Regions from separate parts of the Drosophila melanogaster genome. Here region 1 is linked to region 2. Evidence: chromatin contacts called from public Hi-C data. All regions are on one chromosome and are shown on one strand. The core of a region is the stretch at or near the end of the contact, and the rest is flanking DNA. Distances in the headings are between cores, read along the strand shown. Region 1 holds the start of CG4213. Region 2 holds the start of Plc21C (Phospholipase C at 21C).

Region 1 (2,700 bases), core at 89-2,588, 96 kb before region 2:
TGTTGGGTTTTAACGTGAAAACATGAAGTGGTTGTGGGAACATCAAGAAAATATCATCAATTTGAGATGGTTCAGGGGCTAATGGAAAAGGAAAGAACCCCAATCTGAACGCAGTCACTCCGGTTTATTATTCCATTATAATGAACACAATGGATTTCTTGCAACTTATTTTGGGCAGAGCGTCCTTGATGCCTGGTTCTTGTATCCTTGCTACTTTCAACTTTCGCTGCACATTTGCCTGTGTGCAATCTCTGCAAAAGCTGAGGGCGTTCCTGGGGCCCAACTTTTGCCTGGCGCTTCAAGTTTTTAGCAGAATTTTTTCCCTTTTGAGTCGCTACAAACAACAGAGAAACCTAGAACTAAGGGGCAGAGCGAGGCGCCATGGCAAATTGCATTGTTGATTTTCATTTTCAAGCCTGGCGACACTTTGCCAAATGTGTGCGCCATCCTTCCTTCCTACCCCGGAAAACCCTTCACCGTCCTTGGTTTGGAATCGTTGCTGCGTGTTTCCCACTTTTCAAATGCGCGCACTGGGGGAAAAAAACAGGAAGTTGGCGTGGCCAGTGCAAAAATCAGCTAGCAAATGGATTTTCATTTGAAACTTTCGCGCGAAAGATTTTCATTGAGTTCGGGGGTGCGCGGGATACCCTATGCCACTATCACAAATTGGTTAATAAAGGTCCAGAGATTTATTCTCTTTAACGAAGTGATAATGGTCAACGAATGTGGGTCAGACAGGGGTGCGCTAAGAAAAGTTTGTGATCGTGTATGAATTGAAAAATGAATAGGATTGTGCTGTATTTAACCTTGAACATGTGTTCATACTCACCCAGAGTTTTTACCTAATACCAAAACTGAGAGTAATGCTAATTCTTTTGTATGCTTTTTATATGTAATTAAAGTTCCTGATGTTAGGAAACATCGTCTTCAAAACAGTGCAGATCATTCACCTAGTAAGTGTTGCGGATCTTTCTCTTTCAGCTCTTGACAACTGGTCTTGATCTTCATTTCTTGACAGGCGATGTGGCAAGAGTTTTGTTTTGTTTTACCCCTTACTCATAATTAAAATGACGCTTGTGTATAATTTTAGACGGATTCATCTGACACGTTCTTCTAATTAAAATGTGCATAAAACTAAAAAGAACAATTAAGAATGTGAAGGGAAGAGTCCTAAGAAGACTCTCAGACATCTTGCCAAACCCTCAACATAACAAGAATCTCTAATGCTCGAAAACAAAGCATTTTATGTTGGGAGTGCCGCCGAGAGAAGCCAAATTCGTTTGAAAGCAGGAGAGATCGTAGTGGGTTAAAAATAGCAGAATCTATTCAATGTTTTCTCAGTTTTTCCCGAGCTGGCTAACCGAAAAGTTGCGTTCGACCGTCGAACGGATAGAAATTAGAACCCGAAAATTTTCCAACGTCACGTATACATATAGAAGTTTATCATATGTATACTAGATATTTAGTTTAGTTACGTTTCTCCTTTTCCGTATCTTTCGAAGTTCAATGTGCAAGTGAAGAATATTTAATGGAAATCGGGACATTATTTTTTCTCGAACATCCTTGGTTGAAAAGTGAAAGTCAATAGATAATTGCGAAATCTGCAAACTCGTGTGTGATCGTCGCACACAAATATAGACACCGATTTTTGTTGGTATTTTCCCCTGCTGGTATTGGTGCCATATCAATTGGTGGCGATCTGTAGATCGGTGGATCTTGGGCTTTCTTTGTGCCGACAAAGAGTTCTTCTCTAGAAGAAAAGTCGCATTAAAGCGAATCGTAAATTTAACGCTCGCCAGGCGAATCTGCATTGGTAAACAGATCATCACAACCGCATACCACAGCTCGTTCGTCTTTGTTCTGTTGGTAAAGATGGGAAATGCCGAGTCCACACAGTCTGCGGATGATACGCAAATGCAGATGCAGCAGTCCACTGATGACGAGCCCTGGTGGAACAACATCGAGCACGAGGATCTCATTCTGGAACAGGCCCCCCGAGCCACAACCCAAAAAGAAGCTGAGGAGGTACTTCCCGAAAATAGAGTGAAATATCGTGAGAATAAAGTTGCAATTGAAATGGAGGACAAAGGAAATGAGACCCATCAACGAGAACAGACCCTCGAAGAGTTCAGAGAAGAGCTTCGTCAGAAAAAAGAGGTTCGCCAAAATGCTGTGCAGGGCCTGAGGGATGAAATTGCTAGTCTTAAAGAACAATTGGCCATAGAAAAATCTGAGAATCAACGTCTTAGAAAAGTTACGGCTACAGACGGTCAAGCCGATAATCAGCACGACCATTCGAATAGTCCCAGTAAGCCTGATGCAGATCCAGATGATGAGAATCCCAGTTCCAGGAGCCGCCATGCCAATATCGAACTGGCCAATGCTCAGTTGGCTTTGCAGCAGGCACAGGCCGAGAATTTGTCATTGCGTGGAGAAGTGGAAGTGGTTCAACGCCAGGTAGGAACCCTGAAGGAGGTCATCTCCTGCTGCAAGCAGATGCTGAGCGTGAAGGAGGAACAGTGTGCTCAGGTGAGCTAGTAATGCAGGTCGTATAGAAATCAAGATCCATATTAAATAAATGGTTTACTACTAGCTCAAGATGAAGCTGACGGAAATCGAAAACTCTTTTAGTGAGCGCGAAATGAAGATTATGTCGAACAATCTTCGCCAGGAATACGAGCGCCAACTGGTGAATATCCG
Region 2 (2,700 bases), core at 83-2,582:
TTTTAATGGCGCCTGGGTGCGGCACACAAAAATAATTTACAACATGTTTTGCTTGTTCTGTTTTGGTTGTTGTTATTCTTGGAGGGTGAGTGGCGGACGGGGAGGAGTTTGGGGAGTGGGCCAATTGAAGTGGAAGAGGCAGCAAATATACGGCAAGATAATGAGAGCATTATGGTAGAACGACATTATGGAGCATATGGCAAGCCGGGAAAGTATTGTGGTAGGAAACAGAGTCAAATTATTCCATACAACTGCGTATGCAGTTTGAAGCCATGGATGGTAGTAAATCAACAATGTTATTCATGAGACAATTGGATGCATAGTACGTGATTCAACAATAAATAAATAAATAAAATGTAGTTTAATATGCGATAGTTAAGCAAGTGCCTTTATACTCTAAACAAGTATTTATGCCGATTCTCCGCAGAGAACGAAAGAGTTTCAAACTCTGCTCCCGGGCTTATCTCTTGATCTTTTGACCCGCCCCTCCTGCGCTCAAGGCACCTGCGTCTCTCCTAACCCCGCCTAACCCCCGAGCTACTGATAAGATGCACTGATTAGCTCAGCACAGAGGCAATGCAATGAGATCACTCCCCCCGATCGATTAGGACCACTCCGCCCTCCTCCCACTGCCGGCCACCCAGAGCTGACCCCGCCACCCCCCTGGGAGTCAATAGCTGAGATTACGGCATCTCAAAGCTTGGAGACGATCCGTTCATTCGAAGAGAGAGAAAGAGCGCGGGCACCTGCCATCGTTTTTAGTGCGTTGTTATTCAATAATTTGTTTGCGTTCTTAGCTTTTGATGCGCACGCACACTCACGCAACTTTTCTTGTTCCTTATTTGAAAGGTTAATAGAATTAAACACATTTGATTACCTGAGCGAGAGAGAACCCCAAAAGCGGAGCTTTTCCGGAGCGAGCGAGAGAGCGACACTCTGTTATGAAGTAATAATGCAGAAAAAACAACCGTATTACGACAATTCTTGTTGTTTTGCAATAAGTTTAGGTTCGGCGAATTTTTGCGGGAGCTCTTATTGATGTTCTTGATGCTTTGGTTACTATTGTTGCTGCAGCATCACTTAGCAAAGACAACAAAAAGCAAAGTCTCACGCTGCGATTGTTTTGTTTTTTTTTTCGTTACTCTCACGCTGCACATTGGCTTTGATTTATTATCTTTTCCACTTGCACGCCTAATTACAATCCAAAACGATGAAACGTCCCGGAGATGTGTCAACAATTCAAAACAAAAAAATACACCCGAAAGCCCAAAAAACGCGACGACGAGTAAAAAATGCTGCCACTGCCGCAGCGCTGCCCGAAAATCTGTTGATTAGCGTGGTCGTAGACTGCAACGACGAAAATACCAAATGGGCCTGTGACTTCAGCTGTTCTGCCCGGTCAGCTATGCTATTTTGTAAGTAATATATAAAGGGATATTTGCAGATGCATTCGAATTATGGCTATCTACGCTTTTTATGATTTATTTAATGATTAATACTTTGATAGTTACCATCGCATTACTATTTCGAAGCAAGAGTTGGCAGCACTGTTTAGCACTGTTCAAAAGCTGCCAGCTACAGTTAACATTTGAGCGCGCTTTTCAAATGAATTTTTATTCACTGCACATCAAATTAACCATGAAACTTACATAAACAACATTTATCGAACTTTCTACGATAGGGGTTACTGTTATTCATTATTGTTAGCAAAACACTGACACCGACTAAATTAAAGCAGAATAAAATGCATTTGTAGCATAGACGCTAGATACAAACCCTCATCTAGGTCACTCCACAGCGATTCCTCCAGAATTGAAAACCGGTCACTTATGAAGTGCATGTCTCCTACCGCAAATTTGGCGGACTCGTGATATCTGTTTTTTCTGCGATAGCTTTTCGCCCAGCTCAGCGGATTTAAGTCGATGAGAGTTCATTGAAAGCAGAAACCCAAAGCGAAATAATCAGGAAACCTGAGGTAAAGTTCCACTGCGACTTAAGAATCGGTCAATATTCTGGGAGCTGGGATATGTGAACTTCTGGAAGATTTGGTTTTATTTCGGTTTATTTTGTTTTTTCTTGATTGTGTTATTTACGAACATTCTTTTTAGACACAAATATATATAATGTTATCTCCGCTTCTCGTCTCTTTAAAAAACTACTACAAAAAATGGTTGTTGTTGTTGTTTCCGTTGTGGTTGCTGTTAGCGCTTAAGAATCTACAACATATAGCTTACGATCTACAACATATAGCATTCTAGAGCATACATACTTTATAGGTATGTATGGTTAAATATCTATATATATATATGTATATATATATATATGTTCATATAAAAAAATACAACAAATTTGCAATTCGTTTTACATTCAGTTTCGTCGCCGTTCATTGTTATCGTTTTTAATTCTTCTTGTTCCGGCCTGCGCCAAAAATGCAGACGAGGAGCAAAGATAGAAAAATTCACAAATATTTCCATTTAACATTTAGGTATGGCAAAAAGTCATCATCTATCAGTTAGCAAACATTATTGACATCAATCAATCATATTTGAAATACATTCAATCTTCCACTGCTACTTTTTTGTTTTTGAGTTCTTATTTGTTTTGTTTTGTATTGTTTTCGCTTTGTTTCGTTTGTTTTGTTTGAAACGCATTTTACAAACTAAATTTAAAACTTATAAATACTACAACGTACGAGATCCG

What was found. Hi-C and Micro-C count contacts between places; a contact is called where the count stands out from the background.
Region 1: a contact with region 2 is called in a Hi-C map of the Kc167 cell line, with 3 times the contacts expected there. A contact is called at or near these places in 50 of 107 Hi-C or Micro-C datasets (the Clone 8 cell line, the D17-c3 cell line, the Kc167 cell line and 18 more) and 3 of 7 datasets of targeted methods (the Kc167 cell line and the S2 cell line).

Annotation. Positions count from the first base shown.
Region 1 is chr2L:400,836-403,535 of dm6, reverse strand. CG4213 reads left to right here and starts at 1,338. Exons shown (of 5, transcript NM_134676.2): 1 at 1,338-2,529; 2 at 2,594-2,700. The coding sequence starts at 1,873.
Region 2 is chr2L:304,567-307,266 of dm6, reverse strand. It overlaps Plc21C (Phospholipase C at 21C), which reads right to left and starts at 1,332. Exons shown (of 18, transcript NM_205884.3): 1 at 878-1,332. Pi3K21B (Pi3K21B,) reads right to left here. Exons shown (of 3, transcript NM_001272888.1): 3 at 2,034-2,700.